Regions from separate parts of the Pan troglodytes genome. Here region 1 is linked to region 2. Evidence: chromatin contacts called from public HiChIP or PLAC-seq data. All regions are on one chromosome and are shown on one strand. The core of a region is the stretch at or near the end of the contact, and the rest is flanking DNA. Distances in the headings are between cores, read along the strand shown.

The links. HiChIP or PLAC-seq counts read pairs in DNA pulled down with a chosen protein or histone mark.
Region 1: an H3K4me3 HiChIP or PLAC-seq map of stem cell-derived excitatory neurons shows a contact between it and region 2, with 6 times the contacts expected there. The contact joins the promoter of FBXO31 here to the promoter of C16H16orf95 in region 2. A contact is called at or near these places in 2 of 7 Hi-C or Micro-C datasets (induced pluripotent stem cells and stem cell-derived neural progenitor cells), 1 of 1 datasets of contacts at active chromatin or transcription factors (stem cell-derived excitatory neurons) and 1 of 1 other capture datasets (stem cell-derived neural stem cells).

Annotation. Positions count from the first base shown.
Region 1 is chr18:85,560,692-85,563,926 of NHGRI_mPanTro3-v2.0_pri, forward strand. It overlaps FBXO31 (F-box protein 31), which reads right to left and starts at 1,517. Exons shown (of 11, transcript XM_063797921.1): 1 at 1,428-1,517. It overlaps MAP1LC3B (microtubule associated protein 1 light chain 3 beta), which reads left to right and starts at 1,656. Exons shown (of 4, transcript NM_001246576.1): 1 at 1,656-1,815. The coding sequence starts at 1,776.
Region 2 is chr18:85,484,435-85,487,843 of NHGRI_mPanTro3-v2.0_pri, forward strand. It overlaps C16H16orf95 (chromosome 16 C16orf95 homolog), which reads right to left and starts at 1,807. Exons shown (of 5, transcript XM_063797925.1): 1 at 1,497-1,807; 2 at 147-198. The coding sequence starts at 1,615. LOC134808832 (a long non-coding RNA gene) reads left to right here and starts at 1,871. Exons shown (of 2, transcript XR_010152678.1): 1 at 1,871-3,409.

The DNA.
Region 1 (3,235 bases), core at 267-2,766, 76 kb after region 2:
GAACTCTTGACCTCGTGATCCTCCTGCCTTGGCCTCCCAAAGTGCTGGAATTACAGGCATGAGTCGCCGCACCTGGCGCGAGAAATATATTTTCATACTTTTTTTTTTCTTTTTTGTGGAGGACGGGGCCTTGCTATGTTGCCCAGTCAGGTCTCAAACTCCTGGGCTCAAGCGATCCTCCCAGCCTCTGCCTCCCTGAGAGCTGGGTTTACAGGCTGGAGCCACCGCCCCCCGCTATTTTCATGTTTTGTATGATTCAAGCTCACAGTGTAGCGTGTATTAGCCTAATCCAATTACTTTATCCAATTGGGATAGAAGAAAGGCTTTTACAAAGTCAAAAGGAGAAATCCTGGAACTATGGGGCTCTTTCAAAGTATTAGATGTTAAAGAACAAAAACAGCCAAATAGCCGGGAGCAGTGGCTCACGCCTGTAATCCCAACTCTTAAGGAGGCCGAGGCGGGAGGGTTGCTTGAGGCCAGGAGTTCAAGACCAGCCTGGGCAACACAGCGAGATCCCGGCTCTACTCCCAGCTTCTCGGGAGGCTGAGGCAGGAGGATCCCTTGAGCCCAGGCGACCGAGGCCGCCGCGAGCTATGATCGTGCCACTGCATTCCAGGCTGGGCAACAGAGCAAGACCCTGTCTCAAAAAAACCCCAAAGAATCTAGTGCTGTTCCTACAGAGACACATTGGCCACAGGCTGAGGTGGGCAATAGCAACCAAATATCGCATGGTGGTTTACGCACTGCAGCCCATTTGGAGTCCTCAAATATGACTGCCCTTTCACAGATGAGTCTGAGACTCAAACACTGTCACTAGTGTAAGGTTGTCCAGCGAGTTTAGTGGCTGGGAGGCTGAGGGGTAGACAGGGCGGCTAGCGATGTGGGGCAGGCCTGGCGGTCGCCACAGACGACCTAACGGTAGGAATATCTTACAGCCACCAGGAGAGTTCCAGGCGCCGCGGCGGGGGGACTAGGAGAGAGGACTGCGCCCAGAATGAAGGCTCGGGACAAAAGCAGTTGCGCAAACGCGCCAAGGCTGGGCGTCGAGTGACCGCGGGCGGAGGTCACCAGCGGCCGCTCCCCGGAAGCCACCCACGGACCACGCGCGCCCCTGCACGCAGAGGGAGCCAGGGCTCCACGGGCGAGCGGCGACCCTGCCTCCCGGAGACGGCGCGGCCTGCCCTGCGCGCCTCAGCCCGGGGTGCCAGCCCGGCGTCTCGTGCAGCACCACCAAGTCTCTCTCTGGAGGGGAAAGGATGGTCGGGTTTGCCCCATGTCCCTTCCTCTGACCGCTCCCTCAAGAGTGCCCCGGGACACCCCGCCTGTGGCTCAGCCTCCCCCGCCCCGCGCTGCCATCTCCTCAGGACCGGGCAGCAGGCTCCCGAGCGCCCACAGCCCCGTGGTGCGGCCCAGCCCCCAACCGTCACCTCAGGGGCCTCAGGCTCCCAGCGGTGCTGGGCGGCGCTGGGGCACGACCGGGAGCATGCGCAGAGCGCGCATTTCGCCCAACGCGCACGCGCACACACCTGCTCCGCCCCCACGCTGCGTGCCGCTGCTGGGTTCCGCCACGCCCGTCATGGCGGCGGCCCCGGCCGGCTCTGGCCCCGCCTCTCGGTGACGCGTCGCGAGTCACCTGACCAGGCTGCGGGCTGAGGAGATACAAGGGAAGTGGCTATCGCCAGAGTCGGATTCGCCGCCGCAGCAGCAGCCGCCGCCCCCAGGAGCCGCCGGGATCCTCGCGTCGTCGCCGCCGCCGCCGCCCAGATCCCCGCACCATGCCGTCGGAGAAGACCTTCAAGCAGCGCCGCACCTTCGGTGAGTGTCGCCGCGAGGGCGGCGGGTGCGGCGGGGCCGGGGTCCGAGCTGTGGAGGGCGGCAGGGCCTGGGACGCCGTGAGGGGCCGGGGCCGAGCCGGGAGGCCGAGCGGGGCCGGTGGCTGCCGGCCGGCGGGGCCGAGGGATGCGGGCCCCGGGGCCCCGTGAGGGACCCAGGCCGGGGCCGAGCCGGGAGGGCCAGGGGCTGGTCTGGGCCGGGGCGGCCTGCGGACCCCTCGGAGGCCTGGGAGGAGGCAGCCGGCGGAGGGCGGGCGGGGGCCGGTGCGCTCGGGGCCCCGGGCCTGCTGAATCACCCCGCGCCCTCCGCGGCGGGCTGCCTGCCGTACCCCGGCCACCGCCGCCCCCGCAAGCGCGCTGCGGGCGAGGGTCGCGCTTCTGGGGCCCAACAGCCCCCGGGGCCGCGCTGGGCAGTTCGGCTCTGAAGCGGGGCTGCGCCGGGACCCAGCGCGTCACCTTCAGGGCTGGTTTTCCCGTCGAGGGAGCCCGCCCGGGTGCGAGTGCCTCTTACAGACCTCAGTGCCTGGGTCGAGAGGAGGGGAATGTGCTGGGCCCCGGCCTCGCCGCGCCCGGGACGGCCCACAGCGGTGTTGCCAGTTCCTGTCTGTAGCCCAGGAGCTGGGGTGGGAGACTTCTCTTGGGTTTGCGGTTACGTTCTCACCTTGGCACCAGGAATACCGAATACATCCCTTTTCTGCCGGTTCAGACTGGAAACCCAACTTAGGTGTCCTGGCATTTGGTTAAACGTGCAGGTGTCACCATCACAATATTTACTCCACGCAGATGATGCGAAGTGATTATTTCCCGCTTGAGCAAGAGAACGCCGCAGATCCAGGTATCTGTTGTTGCCCAAGTTCCAGACACCGGTTTGGAAGGGAAGCACCGTGTTCATCGCGGTGGACTGCGAATGCCTGCCGCCATCCTCGTCAGGAGCCCACACAGTGGTGCTGTTTGTCTGCTTTTGCCTAGTTTCCCGGAGTCTAGAAAGAGTTTAGCATTCATTTGAGTTTGGATATAGTTTTGCAGGTCTCATTGACCATTATTTTTTTTCTTATGCCTGAGAAACTTCAGTAAATGAAAATGGACCTTAGCTTGCCAAGCATATCTTTTCAAACAGCCTCTTGAGGCAGTCCGTTGGTTAGCAAGACTTACACGTGCCTTTTTTGTTAGTAGTTTTCTTGTTAGTCACCTTAATGAACTCTTTACTATAGTGTCTAGGCTTATTGAGCCCTGAGAGCAGCATTAAAGACAGATTTTCTTTTCTTTTTTATTTTGAGACAGGGTCTCACTCTGTCACCTGGGCTGGAGTGCAGTGGTGCAATCACAGCCCACTGCAGCCTCGACCTCCCGGGCTAAAGCGATCCAGCGGCCCCCCTCAGACCTGGCTTCTGTTTTCACCAATG
Region 2 (3,409 bases), core at 557-3,056:
CCCAGGGATAGCTCCTGCAACCACACTTTTGTGTTTGGAGGATTCTCTCATGGGATGCAGCTTCTGGACCCACATTCCCTGCTCTCCTCACCCCACAGGGGTATGTTGGGGTCAGGGCCAAGTGGCTGAGGATTTGCTTTCCTTACCGAATGACGGGGGAGGCACACTTCTTTCTCGTAGGTCTGAAATGTGCTATTCCTAGAAGAGAAGAACAGAAAAGCTTAGGGTTTGTGTAAACTAGGGGGCAGGGATGCTAGGGCACAGGCCTGGACCTGTCTTCTCAGAACTGACTCTTAACAATAAAGCCCACGGGTGGCGGGGATGGGGGGATCCTCTGAGCCCAAGAAGAGTGAGAGGGTGACATCAGAAGCAGGCGTGTGCTAGCTCATGCGTGAATGTCTAGGGGCTCCTGGGGGCTGGCTGTCATGGAATCCTGCATTCCCAAGCCAACCAGCTTCAAGCTGACTCCAGCTACACTTGTGCTTGGAGCATCAGAAAAGACAGGAGCATTCCAACCTGCTGAGAACTTTCCAAGACATGTAGCTGCCAATCACATCACCTAGGATGATCTGTCAGACACCCTCAACTTACTGAAATACTGAAGAAAAAACATCGTCAAACTGTCCATTAATGAACCTCCTTCCACTATAAAAACCCGGGTGCTTTGTCTCTGGGATGACAAAGCATTTGGGGTTACACAGCCTGTGTTGCTCTTCCCTGTTCCACTCCCCAACAAACTGCTTGAATGTTGGCTGGATGAAGCGTCTCCAGTGGGTGCAAAGCCCTGCTTCCCTGACAGTAGTGGGTCAAAGTGCTTTGTATGTGGAAACCGTAAGAGCCATATAAGTGTTTTTGGGTTTCACTGTCATAATAACCATTATTATTATTGCTATTTTTGTGAGAGTAATAGGTTCAAGCATCAACTCTCCCAGATAATGCTTGAAAACAGAGGATGGGGCACTGCCCTCCACAGCATCTGAGGCCCCTTCTGGTAATGACAGCACTGCTATATTCCTGGTGGGGAGGGGGGGCCACACCCATCTCAGTCCTTGTAGTTCAGGTGGGCCAAACTCACCACTGCCCAGCCTGGAAGGCTGGGAAAAAAAAGAATCTCCTTTTTGTTGAGGTTGATAATCTGATAACATGTAAACCTCAGGAGGTCCTGGTGATCATCTTGCCTCCACAAGGGAAGCCAGCAAAAAGGAAGGAAGCTGAGAGATGGAGAGAAACCCTCCAGGACCATGGTCAATGTGTACCTGGATACGTCCATGCCTGAAGGCCTACTTCTGACATTTTCAGTTATGTGGAACCATCAGTTGCGTTTTTGTTAAGCCAATGTAAGTGAGGTTCCTGTGGGTGGCGCTCAAGAGTTGTGCCCATGCATAGGTCATGGAGCAATGCCGGGCCGGGAACTCATAGGCGAGGTGTCGGGTAGCCGCGGGCAGGATTCAGGACTCACTTGCCTGCCATCCTGCGCGCTGGGTGTGAGTACCAACCTGCAGAGCCCGACGCACCCCGCGCCCGGCTCCCCGTCAGCAGCGCCTGAGGCTGCTCCAGTGGCCTCATGATGATGGTGACAACGCCGCGGGGACGGTGGGGACCGGCTCGCACGCATATGGCTTCTTATGGCTGACGCGCCCGTTCACACACACATCGTCCGCAGGCCCTGACGCCCTGGCTCCCGCCTTTCCCTCCTGCCCCAGGCGGAACCCAACCCGAGCCCAACCCCAGCCCCAACCTCAACCGCTCAGAGGAGCCCAACAGCGCCCGCGCGCCCGCCCGTCCCGCGGACTAGCCCGCGCCCAGCCAATCAAAATTGGCCTTCTAGGTATGTGAACTTAGCTGGCAGCTGATTGGTCCCTCACGCAGAGACGCGGGGTCAGCGGCTCAGAGCGCGGCTGTGTGGGGCTGCGGGGCTCCCGCCATGCCCGCTGGGGTAGGTCCTGCAGACCCCGGCCACTGGAGCCACTCATCATTTCCGACGGATGCGCCGGAGGGGCCGCCGGCCGCCCCAGCCAGGGTCTCGGTAGCCTGCAAGGAGAGAAAGAGGTGGGAGCAGCCCGCGCGGGGCCCTGCGTCTTGCATAGGCGCTTCTGGTAAAATCACTCCTTTATCTCAGATAATGAGTTGGCGCTGGATCGCTGCGTCCTCAGATGGGGCTCGAATCGTGACTTTTAGAGAAATAGGTTTTCTTTTTTTTTTTTTTTTTTTTTTTTTTAAACAACCTGGGGTTTAAAGGCCGCGGAATTGGAAGCAGTCGTCACCCGGAGGCCTGGGCGTGCAAGCACCGAAGCTCTGGCTGGCCCTGAGCCTCCCCACCCCACCCGCTCTTTTCGCTTGAACGCGTGTACTTTGGGCAGTTGCTGACGTGGAGACAGGACGTTATGTCTTCATATTTTAGTAAAACCCAATGCCCTCTGCCTCTCTGATTATGTTCTTTAAGTTATCGCCAGTTCCCATTTGTATTTCTTGGAAACGGTTGGGTCTTCCCTCACTTTTCAGTATTTTCATGCAGACTCAAATACTCTGGATTAATATTTGTATTTGCCCAAACCATCACGAGCACCTCTAACCCTGATAGGCAGTACTTCAGTGTGCTGCATTCTGGCCACAGAGCAAACAGGGTGCTCCCAGGCACTGCCCTCTCGGATTTCTTGCCTTGTTATTTAATCATTAAGATCGTGACCTATGAGCAGGACTGTTTCCAGCCAGCACATACACACGTCCTCTCCTGGCCAGCATCCATGCTGATTAGGCGGTGCCCCTGCCATACTAGCTGCCTAATATTTCAGATACCCCACCCCGTGTGTGTGTGTAAATCATGTCACTGCCCTCTTTGTAGCTAATGACAAAATTCCAAGAGTCACCATTAGCCTAGCACATTATGCCTGTCTCATTTCTGCCCACTTTGGAGCACTCGGCTTCTCTGCTGTCTGTTTTCCTCCTGAGCACACTGAAACATTGCCATAGCACAGCAGGGCATAGAAGACAGGCTCATGCTCCCCTGGACGCTCAGGCCTTCACCTCGGGCACACTAGGTCTTGTCATTCCATGTCAAGAATAGCTCTTCACTGCCCTCACCCACCCAAGAATGGCTAAAATTAAAAGGACTGACAATACCTAGTTTGTCGAGGATGTCACAGCTGGAACCCTCATACATGGCTCATGAAATTGATAAAACCACATTGGCAAACTGGTAGTATTTACAAAACCTAAACATATGAATACCTGGTGACCAACTAATTCCTCAACTCACCCAAGAGAAATGAGAGCTTATGTGTACCAGAAGACATGAACAAAACTACCCACAGCAGCTTTCTTCCTGATGGCCCCAAACTGGAAATGATCCAGATGTCCATCCATAGGAAAAAAAGATTTTAAAAAGAAAGTATGGCATGTTCACAGAGAG